Linked DNA regions of Zea mays: region 2 is linked to region 1. The links are chromatin contacts, called in public Hi-C maps. All regions are on one chromosome and are shown on one strand. Each heading gives the region's core, a stretch centred on a gene start, on an enhancer-like site or on the middle of the called end of the contact. The rest is flanking DNA. Distances are from core to core; before and after follow the strand shown.

Evidence for each region. Hi-C and Micro-C count contacts between places; a contact is called where the count stands out from the background.
Region 2: a contact with region 1 is called in a Hi-C map of tassel, with 2.5 times the contacts expected there. The contact joins the enhancer-like site here to the promoter of LOC100125639 in region 1. A contact is called at or near these places in 3 of 25 Hi-C or Micro-C datasets (leaf and tassel).

The regions. Positions count from the first base shown.
Region 1 is chr7:181,812,410-181,817,333 of Zm-B73-REFERENCE-NAM-5.0, reverse strand. It overlaps LOC100125639 (plasma membrane-bound peroxidase 2b), which reads right to left and starts at 2,433. Exons shown (of 3, transcript NM_001112570.2): 1 at 2,072-2,433; 2 at 1,127-1,318; 3 at 295-1,018. The coding sequence starts at 2,287. The coding sequence ends at 461.
Region 2 is chr7:181,970,717-181,975,640 of Zm-B73-REFERENCE-NAM-5.0, reverse strand. No RefSeq gene overlaps it. Among protein-coding and RNA genes, the nearest start is that of LOC103633559, 13 kb to the left of the region's middle. Within about 2 kb of position 2,215, at least 15 of the 20 cell types and tissues checked have an H3K27ac peak or open chromatin away from gene starts, as enhancers often do. A contact at or near this core is called in leaf and tassel, where this site is marked.

The DNA of each region.
Region 1 (4,924 bases), core at 1,184-3,683:
GATTTAAAACCTTGATAAAACTAGTCAATTTGTGTCTAGATGAGTTATTTGGAATCAAATGCCTTAAAAAGTTTGTAAACAACCATAGAATATTATTAAGGACTTGTTCGTTTGTGTCGGATTGGTGGGTCGGAACGATTCCTAGCCGGATTGCTTCACTAATTTATATAAACTTTGATCAACTGGAACGATTCCGGGTGCAATCCGACGTAAACGAACAAGGCATAAATATGGTGTGGTGATGGGTAGGCTAGTCGCCACTTTCCTTCCGAGTCATATCACACCCACCTTTGCTGACTCGAGAAAGAGGAGTTCTTGAACCAGTACAAGCAAAACAGAGGCGCAACTGACAATGGCACAACCGGCCTTATTACAGTGATAATCACTGATGGGAACCGTTGGATCGTCGGATCACTTGGGACGTACGCACAGGTAGCTATAGCCGCGAGTACGTAGCTAGCTAGTTGACCCTGGAACAGGCGCGCCTGATCTGGCCCTGCGTCCCGGTGAGCGGGCTGATGTTGCCCATCCTGATCATGGCCGCCGCGAAGTCCCCGCTGAACCTCCTCGGCGTGGACGCGTACGTGCGGACCAGGCCGTCCGTGGCGCCGCCGTTGAAGAGCTGCTGGTCGGAGTGTAGCAGCCCTCTCTGCGCCAGCAGGTTGGTGTAGTAGGCGTTGTCGAACGCGGTGGGCGTGGCGGTGTCCAGCGGCGCCAGGTTGCCGTCGCCGTTGCCGGCCGCCGCGGGGCAGTTGGCCCTGCGCAGCGTCGCGAACGCCGCGTTCACGTTGGTGTCGTTGTATATGTGCGCCCGGAAGTTCTTGCACTGTGCCAGCCCGATCGTGTGCGCGCCTGAGAGAGCGACCAGGTCGGTCCTGCTGAGCCGCTTCTTGGCGAACGCAGCGGTGAGGTTGGCGAGGTCCAGGGACGGCGCTGGCAGGTCGCTGTTGGCTAGAGTTAGGCTCGCCGTCGTCGAGTCCCTCCGCCCGAGAAGCACCCTCCACGAAGGCCCTCCCAGCTGCACAGCAGAGCACACATATGAACGTACGTACACGGAATTAAAAGGCTGAGGATCCGTGTAACTACGGCCGCGCCGGCCGGCCGTCCGGGGTCCGTTTCTTATTACCGCGACGACGGAGTCGCGGGCGGCGACGGCGAGGATGTCGGCGCAGGAGACGACGCCCGGGCACACCGCCTCCACCTGCGCCTTGATGTTGTCGACGACGCCGAAGCCTCTGATGGAGCCGACGTTCGGATTAGCGGTCTGCTCGCCGGTGAAGGTGGCCGTGTCATTCAGCAGCACCGACCCATCGCAACCCTGCACGTGGATCAAGTAGAAAAGTGTTTTTACTTTATTTTTTGGACCAGCATAGATGTACATACATATAATAAAGAAAATCAAAATAAGTAGTTACATGATTTTTTATAACGTGATTTAATACTCCACCCGTTCTAGAATATTAGTTTTCAGCTTTTGATTTGTATGTCTTTGTTCAATTGGATGATGATGATTATAAAAAACACACATATAAAACAAATACATCAATTATTGTATGAATTAACTAAAGGGTAGAACGAATTTTATTTTGAGACAGAGGGAGTATTAAAAACCATCTAGCTCATAGAGATTGTGTGCTAACCAATTTTTTTTTTAAAAAAAATACATATTTTCAAAGGAGTAAATATTTGTTAAGTTTCATACGGATACCAATGTGTAAAATAAGCGTTGGGCATATGTTTCAAGTGTCAAAACTGTTCATTGTGTTCTGCAGGCGACTGAAGTAGTATGGCTACGAGTTGTGTTTTAGGGAATTCTATTGGCTGTCAAGGAGCAAGACCAAAGAGCTAGCTAGTGACTCTAAATTAAAATAGCTAGTTTCGCACGATCTCTCAGAAAGTCTGACAACAGTGGTAAAAACTGGAGGCAGCTAAAGATCGATGATGCAATGCCATACCGTACATACTGTAATTTCTAACCAGTGGTCACATTGCATGCTGATGGGTGGAACTAGATGTGTAGTCAAATTTAAGTAGGCGAGAATATAATGAGATCGACTTGAGAGGGACTTGCTTGGACAAAGCAGTCATGGAAGTGGAGCCTGAGCAGGGAGGCCCCCATGCGAGCCTCCTGCGCAACCGCGGCCGTCACGGCGGCCTTGATGGTGGCCAGAGCTCTGGGACACGACCTGGAGTAGAATGTCGGCGACAGTTGCGCCGAGGCCACCGCCGCCGCCGCTAGGCACAAGAGCACCATCACTGACAAGGAAGTAAAAGAAGAAGAAGCCATGACCTGATGACCAGCAGTCCAACACTGCCACACTACTACCCCAATAACGCAATGCAGCTACTGCTACACCGTTGACTATACTGCTGCTGCAATAGTGGTTTTCTTCAGGTTAAGTGTTCCTTGACTTGATGATGGCTAGCCTGCATATATAACAGGCAATGCATATCTGCGTTTATATAGCAGTGTTTCATGCACGTTTAATTTGCATATATTGGTTAGTTTCGCCCCCCGTGACGACAGTCTGTTGGTAACATGCCATGCCGTGTGTTTGATAGCTAGTGTGACGCTGCATGCTTGCTGGCCATTATTGGTATATAGAATGGTTTTGCCATGCATTAATTATGAAGATATGGTTCGCGTCCAAATCGACGACGAATAATGAAGGGCGAGTGGATCAAGTGCTTGCAGGCCAGGGACGATGGTATAAATGTATGGTTAGGGACATGGCGATCGTTGTCCTACGTATTTTTTAACATAATATATAGCTGGTCCTTTTCAGAAAAGAAGAAGAAAAGAACATTAATGTTAGCCGACCGCGGTCCCCTGTCAGAGATAAAGCTTTATATAACATATAGGAACGAACATACCTACCGGTTCGAACCAGAATTTGGCTTTCTTGCTGGTCGGTTTATGGTTCGGTGCGGAAAGAGATACAAGAGCATTCCCACCATGCATGCACTTTTGCTTGAAATGCACAGAAAGCTATATATGTATAGACATGAAATTCCAGGGGGGGGGGGGGGGGGGGGGGGGGGGGGGGGGGGGGCGGGGCGGGGCGACAAGATTTACAATATTTCTCAATAATAATTCACCTGTATCGATCACTAAGAAGGGTAGGGAGACATGAAGCCTGAAGGTAAAAGAAAAATATCAGTACAGTATATATGCATCAAAAAGAAAATATCAGCTTCTCCAGCCTCCACTGATGAAGGCTGAACACACACACATGTACATGCGTGGTTTTGCCAGCCATGCAGAACTTGTCTGGCGCTGAAACCCTGTGTGACGAGAACCGAGAAACGTCGTCGCTAGCTAGCCCGATCGAGTGATTGCGCAAGTGGCTGAGGAGGAGGAGACCAATACTGATCTGCCTGATCACGACGTAGTATCTGCAGAGCTGTTCTTGCGACTCTGCTCGATCTGAAGCCGGCCACCCCAGGTTACTGTCGTCTGTCAGTTACCAAACAGTATGCAGTCAAGCCTTGTCGATGAAGCAGACAGCGACGACGACGCGACGTGCTGAATTTTGACAGTGCGTGTGCTGTAGAGTTGCTGCCGCCGCACGCAGCAGCTAGCTAGCTAGCGGCGCGCGTTTCGCTGTCACTTGTGTCAACGGCAGTCAGAAGACAGTACAGGCGTCTCAAGAAAATCTGCACAATATGCCAGATTTGCCAGCTTGCTAGTTACTACTACTCTGAATGATCGTGCACTATGCATGTGGGCCGGGGGAGTAGCCTGACTCTACGATTTCGGCGGGAATTCGATCGAGATGCCCTTTTTATTTTTCCCATGCATGATCAGAAATGCTGACAGGGCGCGCTCACATCTTGCGTCGCAAAGTTCTTGCAGACGGATCGACGAATCCATTCGAAACTTCAAAGGTGATGTCTATTTGGCACCGAACATGGATGCATCCAATGTCTACTAGCAAAAAAAAGCAACATCTAGCTAGCGCGCATCGTTTTCGGCGTCCTCTTGCAGCTACCAGCGGGTGTGGCGACGAAGGCGAGACGTGCGTGACGCACATGGTCAAAAACTGTCGTCTCTGGATGAGCTACTTGCAGCTGGCTGACTAGTAGTAGTGCGCCGGCCGGTGATGTTGCGCGTAGCAGGTACATGCATACGTACAAAAGAGTTCGGTCGTGTGCTTGCCACAGCCAGTGGATGCTGCGTGCAGCTTGCGTTCATCGATTAGCTAAAGAGAGGATTAATTCAAGTCGGAATCTACAGCATGCATGTTGGGTCCGGACAAATTGTTGATAATAATAATAGGGCATTTATATTAGCCGTTCTGTAAAATATCCGTCCAAATCTAGGTAACCATAGTTTATTTTTAAAAGTAGAGTAATTAGATCAAGTACCCTTTCAAATCTACGTCTAAAATAAAACACCCTTTACTGTTTTTTTACAAGTCAGTATTAGAAGAGGAATATGCTTCTTCGTGTACATAATATATTCATCACCATAAAACTTTGCAGTCCTCTATCTCTTATTCTTTTGAGTCACTACAATGTCATCCTTCCTTGGCTTTTGCTGATGGGTCTCCTCAATATATTAGGTAAAATACATCAGCAGTTCCTGAACTAGGCATGTATGTTATACCACTTAGGTCCTCAAACTCACACCTTTAACTCACACCTTTCTCTGCATTTTGGCTAAAATAAAATATAGTATTTGTAATTTAATACCACCTCCGTTCTTAAATATTTACCGTATGTCTACTTTAATTTAAAATTTATTTAGTTTGTGGGAAGAGTCAATTTTAATTTTAAATTTATTTTTCGTGACAAATATGATTAGTGTGTCATGCACAAGCATTGTAATAGTACTTTTAAATTTAACAGTTTGGTTTGGACACACGTCGTTCTCAGTTTGAGGAAGACGGAGCTGCTTGCTACTAGCATATGCCGGGGCGCC
Region 2 (4,924 bases), core at 966-3,465, 160 kb before region 1:
ATGGAATGTAGAGAGGGGACAGGAGAGCTTTGGCTGGCGATGTCTGCATCCATCGGTGAACCAGTGGGATGGGGAGTGGGGGAGGCTCAGCGAACTGCTTGTTCTATTGCGGTGATTGCAGGCCCCGTCGCTTTCAGTTTGAGCGGAACAGAGACGACGATAGTATCAAGGTACCGTTTTGTTTATAAAATGTAACGTAAATGTAATGATAATAATTCACACTAAAGTACTAAAGATAATAAGTTTGAATAAACCGGTATTACTTTCTAGTGTGGTATTCGATTACGGTTAAATATAAACAAACACGATTAGTTGCCCATTATATTACAAATAAACAGCACCAAGTGCACAGCACCTATGGTGGAGATGCTTCTGTAGGCTTCGTTAGGTGAACCACTGGCCTACTGTACTGATCATACTTCAGATTACTGGACGGGTGGAGAATTCTAGATATTGGAGTTTCAGATAGAAAAAAAAAATGAACACTCATAGCACTATGCTAGCTGCCAATAACGCGTGATCCTTCGTTATGCAGGTTTCAGCTTCCCTACTTGAGAGTGGCAGGGCTTTGTTTGGTGTCAATTCTCTGCTTCTGCTAAACTCTTGCAGAGGCGTAAGATGTTTTAGTTGCGGTCTCAGATGGAAAGAGGATGCAGCTTAAGCGGCCCAAGGCCGTCACGTGGGCTTTGCTACTTCTCGTGTTTTCTATAAACCATATAGATAGATCTTGTTTAAATGATATATTTATTTAAACATATATTTTTGTTTTTTAAATTGTGAGTATATATATAATATCTATTCATTATATAACACAAAGATACGAGAGGTGCGGTGGTAGATACCGAAAAGTCACTTGTTCTGCTGCTAGGTAGTAAGGACTGACAACGTTGACTAATTATAACAGGCAGCGAAAACATCTAGTCGTAAAAAAGACAATAAAATATTCAAATAACTCCACGCTGCTAGGAGATTAATTTTTAATTGACACAAATTTTCTGAGCTGAAACCGGTTTTATATTTTTCTGAGCAGGAACAAATGTTTAGATTTTTTTGGAAATTTCTTTTGAGAAAAAAACATGCGTATAATCTTTTGGGGAAGGTCTTATGTTTCAAACTGCTTAAGGTTCCAGAATCCAGCTGTAGCTATAATTTATAATATAAATTTAAATAGTTTAAAAATATTTTAATCTAAATGAGAAATAGAATGATTTATCTAAATGTTTTCTAAAGATTTATAACTCCAGCTCCATGATTTTTTAAGCATCTAATGATCCGTTCTACCAAATTCACTAATTTTTTTGGAGCTAGAGCATTCCTAAACAGGTCCTTAACTTCGAAACTGACTTTTTTTAGAAACAACGTCTAAGGACTAGTTTGGAAACTCAAACTCCCTTGAGATCCCTATCTAGCAATCCCATGGGTGTCATTAGAATAAAATATTTCTTCTTCTATCTACTATATAAAGCGTCAGTTTTCACGATGGGCTGTCGTGCTCCCCATATTTAAAATGGTAAAAAGCTAAAATTATGCACAAATGGGGTTTGAACTATGGTTATTGGTTCTAAACCCATATTTGCACCCACCTAACCAACAAAACACATGTTTTTACATATTTATACTCTATAATCAAGTATAAATAGAACCCTAGCAATGTACGAGCACTTTGCTAGTATTTATTTGTGGGAGATTTTCCTCCCTAAATTATCTATCCTTGCTTCTAAACTATCTCTCATAGCCCCGTGAGAGCGAGCTTTTTTACTACTTTAAAGCACCAGCTTCATATGTCATGCGTTGTGCGTCACATGCGGAGCGTCTAGGTCTGTTCCTCCACCGCTTCTTCTCACTCCAATGAACCATTGCACCACGGATGGGTTGTGAGAAACCACCCAAGCCCAACAGAAGCAGAAAGCCACACAAAGCACAACGGTCTACCACCTTGCTAGTTAAAGGAGTACGAACCACCGAGCCAGTTATAACAAAAAGGGTCAAGCTTCTTTGAAACTCATATATTTCTCGGTCTTTTGATTAAAATAAGGTGTAATATTTATTTTTATCAATTTAAAAAATATTATGTGAACTATATATGTAAACTTTGATATTAAATTTATTTTTATGAGTATCAAATTTGATTGCACGCAAGGATTGTACTGTCTTATTTTATTTGCGCCTGCTCCTTGCACTACACGGGCTTGGCCCAAGTTGTGTCTTCGGCTGCCTTACTTGTCTGGCTGCTGTTTCTGCTGATGGGCTGGGCTGACCCGCACGAAACAAACACTGTTTTAGGTCGTTAAACACATGTGATTATGAGTGGAGTCACATGCCGATCTTACTGAAAGTCTGAAACGCTTGTGAAACTGTAAAATTCAGTAGTACGTTAAACTGGCGATCTCTGAAGACATGAATTTCTGTCGAGCGGTGTCAGTGTGAAGCCAACCAAATACTCCACAAATGAACGAACTGAACATGACACAAATGAACGAACTGAACTGAGCATGGGAGCGTGAGCTGTGCATTCATGCATAGGCGATGATAACTTAACCCAATGATAATACGGCGGCGGCGCTATCATCAGGAGGGAATGGTTGGTCGCTGCGCTGCTGGCCTTCCAAAATCCAAGCTGTAGCTGTCTTGCTTGTGTTAATTGACAAGATTGGACAGCGGCCACCTCCTTAACTGAGCAGGTTGCCTCGCGCTTGTCTGCTCAGTCCTCTCCTCCGTATCAACGACCTAACACTTATCCATATTTTTTTCCACTGGAAGCTTGGACTAGGAAGCCTATAGGCAAAGTTCGTAGATCCTTCCTATGGAAATGGAAATGAGAGGAACAAGCAAACAGAGGCCACTAACTAGTCAACTGGCCTACAATAAGCAAATCAAAGAATTTGGGTAGCCTAGGAGTTGTTGACATCGACCAATTTAGTTGGGCCCTCCACCTTGGGTGGCTTTAATTTGGCAGGAGACCATCGAAGAGAAGCCCTGGGTTAGGCTGCAAGTGCCTTGTAACATTATAGACAACCTTCTGTTTCAGGCTTCCATCTTAGTGACACTTGTTTGCTTCTTTTCTTTTCTTTTCCGCATCCTAGTTGAAGTCCAGCTGCATGCATGCATGCCTCCGGACCTGTGTTCTATCTGCTCTTCAAAGCAAAGCGACCGAGCCGTATACCTTTTTCATCATCCGCAGGAAAACCACTTTGCATTGCATTAATTGATTCGATCTGTGTAGAACCAACAGTACAGATTGGCCCATCACTCGACCTACTAACCTAATCAACGCCGATGATGACAGCACTCATCGGCCGGGTATGGGCCCAAGAAATGACAATTCAACAACAGACATATTCTTATGAAACAATGCGAAATTAATCATGCATGCATGGCTCAGGTTTAGCTGACGAGTGACATCCCATTCTTCTTCCCAGCCAGGCCACATGGACTGAACTGGACTGGAGTCACTGGACCACATGCGTGCATGGCCGTGGCCGCACACAGATCGATCGAAAAACCAAACCGCTTCAACTCATGCAGGCTAGGGCTAGCTATCACATGCGACCATACATGCTACCAGATATCAGTACTAGGTACGTACGTCGTCATGCATGAGAGGTGAGGTGGCAGATTGATAAGGACTAATGGCTATAGGACAGCACAATAATAATATATATAATGCAGCTGCAATAAGCTAGCGTCGGAGTTTGGAAGCCAGATGCAGATCGTATATAGGGCACAGGATCCAAAGCAATGTTCGGCATCTAAGACGGAGTACTGATCGCTTGCTTAGTGGTGTGTTCCATGTTACATTATTGCATAATTACCGTAGTCTCGAGTGACATGGTGTGGGTTGGGGACTTGTTCTCAAATGCTATGAATCAATAACAAGACAACATAAAATGTTAAATATCAAAAGTCCTTCGTCCTTCTAATCATTATTTCCATTCGGATATAATGAATTTAGGACGAAGGTCATGAAAGACGTACCTTTATGATCATGATAAAAAATGAAGAACATTCAAACAAAATACAGAAAGTAGCATAATTTCTGTAAACATTATTATTAATATATTTATATTACTTGTGTGGACAAAGATGAATTACAAATGTACCTTCGGCTTGAAGGAAAGAAAGTACAGGCGTGACGCAAAAGTGAATGCCAAGTCAGTCCGAATAGTACGGGAATACTGTTCATCTATTTATAGGCACGGGACACAGTCCGTGCAAAATTACATTAATGCCCTTTACATTTATCGATAACTCGAGGTCCAATTTGGCTTTTCATCTTTAGGTCGGTTTCCCTTTTCTGCGCATAGCTTCGTGATCATCTTCACCTTCGTCATAATCGCCTTCCGTCTCACTCAAGCTTCGTCTTGATCATACTCTTGTATACCAGTAACCCAATTCCGAAGATACCTGTTCACATATTTCACTTGGAAAACATTGTCAAATCGTGTTTTTGAGGACCTTCGGAGGCCGAAGGCCCCCAACAGTAGCCCCTCGCAATATTAATTTGCTGGAATGATAAATTTATATTGCGATATGGACGAAGGCTTTGAGCCGAAGGTCCAAAAAAACACTTTCCCTTTGCTAGAATAGCAACAGTCTTTGACAAGCGGGACCCTCCAGTTTTCGACATAGTGGGTGTATAAATAGGGGCTCGCCACAATTTATTTGGCACGTGAAAGGGAATTAGGCTTACACCTAGTTCCTATATAATTTTGGTGGTTGAATTGCCCAACACAAATCTTTGGACTAACTAGTTTGCCCAAGTGTATAGATTATACAGGTGTAAAAGGTTCACACTCAGCCAATAAAAAGACCAAGTTTTGGATTCAATAAAGGAGCAAAGGGGCAACCGAGGGCACCCCTGGTCTGGCGCACCGGACTGTCCGGTGTGCCACCGGACAGTGAACAGTACCTGTCCGGTGCACCA